Linked DNA regions of Ovis aries: region 1 is linked to region 2. A link is a contact called in public Hi-C data. All regions are on one chromosome and are shown on one strand. Each heading gives the region's core, a stretch centred on a gene start, on an enhancer-like site or on the middle of the called end of the contact. The rest is flanking DNA. Distances are from core to core; before and after follow the strand shown.

Evidence for each region. A called contact is a pair of places that touch in the nucleus more often than the background predicts.
Region 1: a contact with region 2 is called in a Hi-C map of liver, with 4 times the contacts expected there. The contact joins two enhancer-like sites. A contact is called at or near these places in 2 of 16 Hi-C or Micro-C datasets (liver and tail adipose tissue).

What each region holds. Positions count from the first base shown.
Region 1 is chr2:73,258,129-73,263,560 of ARS-UI_Ramb_v3.0, reverse strand. All of the region lies in intron 8 of RCL1 (RNA terminal phosphate cyclase like 1), which reads right to left. Among named protein-coding and RNA genes, the nearest start is that of JAK2, 69 kb to the left of the region's middle. Within about 2 kb of position 3,205, at least 5 of the 54 cell types and tissues checked have an H3K27ac peak or open chromatin away from gene starts, as enhancers often do. A contact at or near this core is called in liver, where this site is marked.
Region 2 is chr2:73,071,274-73,076,214 of ARS-UI_Ramb_v3.0, reverse strand. No RefSeq gene overlaps it. Among named protein-coding and RNA genes, the nearest start is that of AK3, 21 kb to the right of the region's middle. Within about 2 kb of position 3,639, at least 22 of the 54 cell types and tissues checked have an H3K27ac peak or open chromatin away from gene starts, as enhancers often do. A contact at or near this core is called in liver, where this site is marked.

The sequences.
Region 1 (5,432 bases), core at 1,956-4,455, 190 kb before region 2:
CAGGGTGACTAGAGAGCCTGTGTGTTGCAATGAAAGATCACATATGATGCAGTGAGCATCCCACGGGCTGTAATAAGACCCACCCAAATAAATTAATTAATTTTTAAAAAGTCATAGTAAAAGCATAAATGGCGATCATAGAAGTCTCTTATATGTAAAGACTGAACAGTGGTGATCATTTTGTAACATATCAAAAAAATCAAGTCGCTGTACACCTGAACTGAAATCATACACCTGAAACTAATATTGTAAGTTAATGATACTGCAACAGAATTTTTAACTTAATTAACTTTTTAAATTCTTAGGAAAACAAAAAACAAACAGAGAAGACTAAACAACAGGGGGAATTATAATTGTAAGCCAGAATGCAAATGTTTTAATTCTTAACAAAGTTAAAATACAGGAGCAACTGTGACAACCTAGAGGGGTGGGATAGGGTGGGAAGCGGGAGGGAAGTTCAAGAGGAAGGGGACATACGTATACCTATGGCTGACTCATGTTGATGTATGGCAGAAACCAACACAATACTGTAAAGCAATCATCTGCCAATTAAAAATAAGTAAATTTTTTAAACACATGAGCAACAAAAATCAGAAGGTAAATGCAAAGGGAGGTGGGAGCAAATGTAAGCATTCATATTACCTCCTTCCCCTAACAAATACATCTGTACTGTCTAAACTTAAGCATGTTTTATTTTAGAAGCTATCAATTCAATAATTTCTTCATAATTTCTTTTTCTTAACCCTAGAGGGACTCTAGAAAATATTCCTTATAGTGAAAAAAATCATTATCTAAATTTTACCAACTCCTTAGTTTCTATTGGATTTCCTTGGTGGCTCAGATAATCCTCCAGCAATGTGGGAGACCTGGGTTTGATCCCTGGGTTGGTAAGATCCCCCGGAGAAGGGAACAGCTACCTACTCCAGGATTCTTGCCTGGAGAATTCCAAAGACAGAGGAGCCTGGTGGGCTACAGTCCATGGGGTCACAAAAAGTCAGACACGGCTGAGCGACTTCTGCTTTCGTTTCTATTGCTTTCGTTTTTTTTTTTTTCAATTAAAGCAGAATTTATAGTGTGATTTTATGCACAATTCAAGTAAAATTAAACAGTAATACTATTTATAACACAAATATATGTATAGTTAAACTCCACAGAATAACATGCATTTATTGCTGTCTATCCTTTTGTTTCTCACCCATATGCAAAGAGAGAGAGATCTGAAAATAAGTTAGCCAAATGCCACCCCATTTTGGGATAAGAGTGAATTATTGTTTTTGTTTCTTCTTATATTTCTGTTTCTCAACCTTTTATGCATTGTTTTAGTCACTTTAAAAATTTACATACAGTAAAATTGACCCTTTCTGTTATACCGTTCTTGTAACTGCCATCAAAATCAAGACATGGAAGAGTTTCATCATCCCACAAACTTCCCTCTTGAGCCTCCCCTGCATTCAACCCCTCTTCCTACTCTCTGGCCCTCAAACCATTAACCCATTTTCTCTTCCTATAATTTTGGCTTTTCCATAATTTATTAGCAATAGTATAATTCAGAATGTGTCTTTTGAATCTGACTTCTTTCACTTGCCATAATCTATTTGAGATTCAAGCACACTGTTGTATTAGTAGTTTGTTCACGTTTAGTGCTGATTTTCATTGTATGGACATTCCACAGTTTGTTAATCCATTTACCAGTTCAAGAACATTTGGGTTGCTCCTACTTCTGTGATCATGAATTAAAACGCTGCAAATGCTAATGTACAGGTTATTGTGTGAATGTAAGTTTTCTTTCTCTTGAATAAATACCTAAGAGTGGGAATGCTAGTTCACATGGTAGAACTGTTTCATCTTATAAGGAACTGACAAACTGTTTTCTAAAGTGGTGGTGGTGGTGGTGTTATTAAGTCGCTCAGTTGTTTCCAACTCTCTGCAACTCTTTCCAAGTGGCTGTACCATTTTTATTCCCATTTTTATGAGAGTTCTGTTTGTCCTGTGTTCTTACCATCTTTAGTACTGTTAGTTATTTGTGTGTATGTGTTTAATTTTTAGCTATACTATAAAATAAGTGCACAGTGTCATCTCGTGGTTTCAATTTGCATTTTGCTGAGCCTGAATTTTTTTTAAAGTGCCATTTTAGAAAAAATTATTGATACTATTAAAGAACGAATAGATCATAAAAAAAAATTTAGAGTTTTCCCCCAAAAAAGTGATAAGATATTATCACAGCGTTTGCTTTGCCGTGTGGTGTGTAGTCAAGCTGGGCTTAGTAGCTCAGTTGCAATGCTACAGACTGTAGCCTGCCAAGCCCCTCTGTCCATGGGATTCTCCAGGCAAGAATACTGGAGTGGGTTGCCATTTCCTTCTCCAGGGAATCTTCTGGACCCAAGGATCAAACCCGGGTCTCCCTCATTGCAGATGGACTCCTTACCATCTGAGCCACCAGGGAAGCCCCAGTGCCATATTATCTTTTCCTCAAGATATTGTTCCAGCTCTGCCACTTTGTTACACTGAAATCTGATCTCCCAAGATCTGATGTTTTATCCAAAACAATGGTGGTTTGGATGACATCAACAGTTCTCAACTTTGGCTGAATATTAAAACCACCTGGAAAGATTAAAAATCCTGATGCCCACACCACACCCAAACCAGAAATTAAACTGTATCAGTATATCCAGGAATGGGACCCAAATGTCAGTATTTTAAAGCTTCTTAAGTGATCCTATGGGCAACCAAGGTTGGGAACTGCTCAAGCAATCTTTAAATTTTTTCAAATCCCCAAATGCTAATAGTCTAATTTGAGCATTCTCAGGCATATCTGAGTTAGGCCCACTCTACTGGAGTCAGATAATTCTCTGTAGGGGCGGGGTGGGTGAGGGCTCTCTTGTGCAACCCTTGCTTCTACCCACCCCATGCAAGTAGCACACTCCCACCTTATGCTGTGACAACCAAAAATGTTTCCAGGCACTGCAAAATGTTCCCTGGGGGCAAAATCACCCACAGTTAACCACTGCTCTACTGCACACCCCAGTAAATCAAACACAATTCAGTAGCATCTAAAAGCTTTTATAATTCACAGCAACATTCTCCTCTGTGTTTTATCCCATCTACTAGTGTCTTCAACTTGAATTTTTATTAAACGAAGAAACTCTGTTTCCAGACGTTAATTTTGACGTTGCATTGCCAACAACCAGTAGAGGGCACCTCTAAAGATTGACTGATACTTCTCATTTCTTCTGAGGTTCTGTGGATGAGTGGTAAGATAAAGGCACAAGCAGACAGCCTGGCCCCACAAGCCCTGTTTGTGGGACAAGAGAAGGATATGGAGGGAGACAGGGCTGAGGGCTGAAGAAGAATCTGAGGAGAGAAAAGATAATACAAGAGAGCCAGGGAGTTGGCAGGCCAAGCAGTCAGTTGCAGGCCACTGAACTGGAAATTCATTCCAGAAATTAAAAAGGTTTCCAGCTTCGTAGAGAGCTGAAGTCACTTTCAGTTTCCTGGAAAGGACTGAAGAGGGTATGGAAAACACCTAAATGCCTTCCTCTTTCTGCCTAGACTAACCCAGCTGCCCCTGAAAAGGAGCAAGTGAGGAAAGCATGGACAATTTCTCCCTACCTGCGACCTTGTGAGAGAGCCCCAGATATTATGGTGAAGCTGCCACCATGTATCACAATTTAAAAGTGCTATAAAAAATTCCACTCAGGGAATACCATCTGGTTTTCTGGAGGGTCTAAAAGTTCCATAAGGTCCTCTGTCCAGACTCCTGTCACACTAGCTTTACTCATTCACTCAATCTTCTTGTGAGCCATGAACTCTTTTAAAAATAGGTCTTCTAAAGCCAGCTTTGATTACACACCCCATCTCATTTACCAGCAGGCCTGATGTTCCCTCTGGCTTGCTTTTTTCTGACAACAGCTTTGTAAACGCCTTTCAGAGGAGGCTTGGCCTCCTCTCAATAGTTCTAGCCTGGCTAGAACTCAAATGGCTCAAATAGTTCTAGCCTGACACCTCTCTATCTTTGGGCAAAATCAGAGGGTACTCATCTTACAGAGACAACAGCCACCTAAGGGAATGTCCTTTTTTACTTTTCAAGAAAAAATTTAAACAATGCACATGCAAAGGAAACTTAGATGCATATTACTGTGTGAAAGAAGCATCTTTAAGAGTCTCTCTCTATTTGAATACAATTATCTTTGGAGGCAAAAGATATTAAACTTTAACCTAAATTATTCTTTGGAATAGAGTCTAAAATACAGATTAAGAACTTGGGCTCTGGAATCCAGCAGGCTAGGAGTGAGAACTGGTCCTGGAACCTACCAGCTGTATGACCTTCAGTATGCTATTTAATATCTTCAGGTGTCAGTTGCCATCACTAAAAAATGGGGATCATAATAATGTAATTTAACTCAGTTATTTCATGAGGGTTAAATGAGATAATGCATATAAACTTCTTAGGAAACACTCTGGGTCACATAGCATGCATTTTTGATTCCTGTATCTAAGAACCTTGTAATAATGTCTTTTAAACATACACTGGGTTTTAAAAATCTTAAATTCTTCATGACCATTATGATCTCTGAAGTATGTTTGCCAGTTTCAACATATATTCAGTTCAGTATAAATGTCCCTAAAAAGAGTAATAAAATATTAAAGTAGCCCAGTATCTTATTTTATAGATTAATAAAGTTAATTCCAGAGACATTAAGGGCTGGACCCAAGAAGGTACAGCTGATCTCAGGGCTGGGAGAACTTCTATTCTTTGAAGAAAATATTGGAAATTTGGTTCTGAATCCATTCTTAAGCCAATTTCTTATTCTGAATGTAGTTCATCCCAATTTAACACTATCACTTGTTTTACAGATAACAAATCTTGGTAAATTATAAACTAGAAGCTTTGAGGTCAGTTGGGCCCAGGTTTGAATGTTGATTCTGCCTCTTAAAGTAAAAGATAATTGTGGCCTTGGGTTGAGCCTAGTACCAGCATACAGTCAATGATTAATATTGGTTGGTAAAACACAAATTAATATTGTAAAGAGTATTGGGCTTTCCTTATTCATATTTTTTAGTAAGAATAGAGCAGAATATAAATATGCCCAAGAGTGGATTGTTTATGCCTAAAATCTAAAAGACACTGGAGAGAAAATATTAACACTTTTAAGACAAAAGCTGGGGATAGACATTAAAGGACAGTCCAAATGAATGATTATATAATTTGGGAGGGATGTAGATTATCATTCATTTAGAAGTTATAACACACTTTGAGTGTCTTCCACTCTAAAAATGAATAGACTGATCAAATGGGAGTCTTTCCTGGTACAAACATTGCAATATTAGAAAGATTTGTCTTTGGGCTCCATTTCAGTATATTTTTCCATTTGCTGTGCAGATACCTGGGCCAGTCAGACGATATCTTATTCTTTTTCTGGGAAGAATGCCAG
Region 2 (4,941 bases), core at 2,390-4,889:
CTCCAGAATTCTGCCTTGAATTTCACAACACCAGACACTTTCAGATCAGCTCAGTTCAGTTCAGTTCAGTTGCTCAGTTGTGTTCAGCTCTTTGCAACCCAATGAACTGCAGCACACCAGGCCTCCCTGTCCATCACCAACTCCCGGAGTTCACCCAAACTCATGTCCATCGAGTCAGTGATGCCATCCAGCCATCTCATCCTCTGTCGTCCCCTTCTCCTCTTGCTCTCAATCCCTCCCAGCATCAGAGTCTTTTCCAATGAGTCAATTCTTCGCATGAGGTGGCCACAAGTATTGGAGTTTCAGCTTTAGCATCAGTCCTTCCAAAGAACACCCAGGACTGATCTTCTTTAGAATGGACTGGTTGGATCTCCTTGCAGTCCAAGAGACTCTCAAGAGTCTTCTCCAACACCACAGTTCAAAAGCATCAATTCTTCAGCGCTCAGCTTTCTTCACAGTTCAACTCTCACATCCATACATGACCACTGGAAAAACCATAGCCTTGACTAGACAGACCTTAGTCGGCAAAGTAATGTCTCTGCTTTTGAATATGCCATCTAGGTTGGTCATAACTTTCCTTCCAAGGAGTAAGCGTCTTTTAATTTCATGGCGGCAATCACCATCTGCAGTGATTCTGGAGCCCCCCAAAATAAAGTCTGACACTGTTTCCCCATCTATTGGCCATGAAGTGATGGGACCAGATGCCGTGATCTTCGTTTTCTGGATGTTGAGCTTTAAGCCAACTTATTCACTCTCCTCTTTCACTTTCATCAAGAGGCTTTTTAGTTCCTCTTCACTTTCTGCCATAAGGGTGGTGTCATCTGCATATCTGAGGTTATTGGTATTTCTCCCGGCAATCTTGATTCTTGCTTGTCCTTCTTCCAGCCCAGTGTTTCTCATGATGTACTCTGCGTATAAGTTAAATGAGCAGGTTGACAATATATAGCCTTGACATACTCCTTTTCCTATTTGGAATCTGTCTATTGTTCCATGTCCAGTTCTAACTTGCTTCCTGACCTGCATATAGGTTTCTCAAGAGGCAGGTCAGGTTTAAGCCTCTTCAGCTGGAAAGATGTTAGTAAGGAGGATTCAAATTCATGTCCATCAAGTTGCTTCATTATTCCCCCAACACGTCCTTATGTTTTATTAGTCCTTTCTCTGAAATGTGTCATAGGTTCTCATTGTTTACTAACTAAAATCTAAACTCTTAGACTTGCTGTTATTCATTTAAAAACTATCTAGTCTGTGCCAGGCACTGTGCTAGGCAGAAAGGATACAAGAATGCAAAGAAGTTAACAGGCGAGATCCCCCGCCCCATGGTGCCATGAGCTAGTGAAGGAGATGTACAATAAAGTGCAAGACAAAAATAAACATACAACTTGTGACAAGTGCTCTGAAGGAAATAAATAACCAGGGTGCCCAAGAATCACAGAGGGTATGCTGGTTGGTGGGTGATATGCAGACCGGAGGAGGGGGTTGCTGAAAGAGGAAGTGATGAGACCAACAAAGTGGGTCCTCTCATTGTCTGGGCAGCAGATGACAGATGGTTTTGATTATTGTGGAGAGAGAAGGGAGTGGGCATATTAGAGATATATTTCAGACGCAGAAATGATAGGACTTGCTAATAGATTTGATATGAAGGGGAAGAGCCAAACCAAATATCACGTCTAGCTCTCTGGTTTAAACAATCTGGTAGATGGTGGTACCAGTCAAGATGAAGAATATGAGAGAAGAATGGGTTTGAGGACTGATACCAGGAATTCCATGTTGCACCTAATCAACCATCTAAGAAGATGGAGGAACCAGCCTTGCAATCACAATAGTTAACACCCACCAGGGAACGGACTCCCATGACTCCAACCCTTAAACCCAGCTCTTACAGAGAGAACCCAATCGTCTGGGCAGCCAGTGGCTGATCCCTATCCCAGCTGGAGACCCAGCCCAGAGCAACGTTGACCTTGGCTCGGTTTTTATCAGGCCAAGTTTATCTTCTACAGCCTCCAGGGCAGGAAGAGTCTGGTCAGAGTTCTTCAGCAGCACCTCCTCCTAACCCTTCCCTGACTTAAGGGAGGGGGATTCCCCCCAAAGACTCCCGCATCCAGCAGGGCCATCCTACTCTTGCCCATCCTGCCACAGGCAGGATCACTTTGAGGAGGAAGCACTGCCCTCCACAATCCCCTATGGGTCAGGAGGAAGTTTATCTCCCTGTGTCTGGTCTAGACGATGTGTTCTCCCTGCTACCAGCAGAGAGAGACAGTGTCAGCCCCACACTGGTCCACGGCCACCCCAAGGCTGAGTCCTGGCCCGCTGCTCAGTTCACTCCTGTTGGCCAGGGCGTTCCCCAAAGGGATAGGGCCTCTGGCTGGCTGGCCTGCTGCTCTCCTCCAGGCTGCCCTTCCCAGACCACATGAGCCAGATCTGCCTCCCTTGCTGTAACACGTGTGGCGTTATGTGGCCCCTAGAACCCACCCCCAGCTGGTTACTCTCACCTCAGCCACCTGGGCAAGGCCCTCGACTTCCTAGAAAGATTACTGGTAGTGCTTCTGCTTTTACCCCTCAAGCTGCTCAGATTCTCTAAAAGCACATTTGTTCTCTGAGGCCCAATGCTCAATTTGGTCAGAGACACTGGGTGCTACCTGCAGCTGCAGCAGACTTGGCCCTCCTGCTTCCAGGGGACAGCTCCCTTGGGCCCAGATATGCCCCTGCTCCTGGGTTGGGGGAGGGGACACTGGACAAAGACAGGGACATCTGCCACCAGGCACTCTCCTGCTTGGTACTCTCAACCTCCCCGCAACTGTCCTCATCTACCCCTCATCCTGAGGACAACCAGACCCATGTGGGGGATCTGGGAGAATGCTCTTGCCCACTGCTGTGACCAGAAGCCATCCAGGAAGTCCCAACTTCCTAGCCCCCCACAAATGACGTTTAGTGACTTTTGAACTTGACAGTTCAAGGAGTAAAAAGAAAGCAAAAGGGAAACTGTATTGTCTCTCATTTCTTTTAAACACTTCCATCTAGTTTATACTGAGTCATTCAGAACTTGCAAGTTATTTTCTACCAGGTCGAAATTTGTGTGATGCCTCTCGATTGCGCCTTCCCAGTAAGGCTGGGAGGCTGTGCAGAGAGCAGGGGTTTTGCTTCTCCTTTGTGCCTATCTTTGTGTCTACTGCTCCCCTCTACGTGCAGGGGATAGAAGCCCCTCCTCCACCCCTTCCTCCGCAGAGGGCCTCTGGCAGAAAGCTCTGTGCTGGGAGGAAAACAGCTCAACTTCTCGTTCTGGCCCTGCTGATAGTCTTCCCAGTGCCCTATGCCAGCCCTATCAGTTATTTGCACACGGATGCCCCTGGGGGTCGAGAGGGCAGGCTGGAAGCGGGAGGAAGAGTGGTCTATGGGGCCCTGGCTTCTAGACTGTGAGGCTCGCTTCCAGCACCTCAGAAGAATAAAGTATTCAGCCCAGGAGGAATACTCAGGCTTTCAGACTTTGTACTACTAGGGAAAGGATTTTAAAAGGTTAGTCATGTAGTCATTTGACAGTCTGTAAAGGAAACGTGGATGACTAACAGAATTACAGCATGACTCCACCCTCTTGGAGAAATGGCTTATTCTTTTGAACTTTCTGGGTAATTTCATAACACTTGGTGCGGGCTGGGAGCAGCTTTCCATCAACAAGATGGAAATAGGGGTAATTAGCATACCCTTCCCTTCTCTTTCATTACCTGCTCAGCTCTTTCTGCGACCAGACTTTTTCCACTTGTTTTTCTTGTCTAAGTTTTCATGCCTTCAGAAATCAATTTAATCATTCAAGTGGGACAATGGTAGACAAACTGGGTAGGAAAACATAAATTCAATTACGCAGCAGTCTAGTCTTGAATTCCTGTAAAACAAAATTTCCCGTCTTCCTCCTCCCCATTGGATTAAAACACAGATGTTGACACAGCGCCATCTGTTGGAATCTGGTATTGCAGTCGCTGAATACTCGCTTTACATTTGTGTTGCCTTGACTACTGCAGCTCACTTAACTCATTCATTGGGAACACATTCATTGTGTGCCTGCTTTGTGTCAAGCACTATGCTAGATGTTAGAAGTACGAGAAAGCATGGCCGCAGTTTTGTTTTGTCTAGGACGGTCAGAATCTTGGTATAAGTCGGAATCATCTCAGGAACTTTGTAAAATGCACACTTCTGGGCTCCATCCCGCAAAGATTTTGAGTTGATGGGACTGAGACAGGTCCCAGGAACTTGATTTTCAACAAAATTCCCAGGTGATTCTGAAGCAGGGGGGCCCACAAATCATATTTTGAGGAAAATTAATGACAGAGAAGTAGACAGTGGAATAATATTGAAATATAGCCCGGTAAATGCCACATCCTATGGCAGAGTCTACTGAAGACACAGAGAAAAGATGTCTAATCAGAATAAGGAATAGATTGGAGAAGGCTTCCCCAAAGGTAAGACTCTAGATGAGGTGAAGAAGTGGAACAGAGGATCCAGGCAAAGGGTGCACTATATGAAAAGGCAAGAGGTCACGAAATTTCATGTGACCTGCAGGTAGTGTTCAGTTGAGTTCAGCTCAGTCGTGTCCGACTCTTTGTGACCCCATGGACTGCAGCACACCAGGCCTCCCTGTCCATCACCAACTCCTGGGATCTACTCAAACTCATGCCCTTTGAGTCAGTGATGCCATCCAACCATCTCATCCTCTGTTGTCCCCTTCTCCTCCTGCCTTCAGTCTTTCCCAGCATCAGGGTCTTTTCCAGTGAGTCAGTTCTTTGCATCAGGTGGCCAAAATGTTGGAGTTTCAGCTTCAGCATCAGTCCTTCTAATGAATAATCCGAACTGATTTCTTTTAGGATGGACTGGTTGGATCTCCTTGCAGGCCAAGGGACTCTTGAGTCTTCTCCAACACCACAGCTCAAAAGCATCAATTCTTCGGTGCTCAGC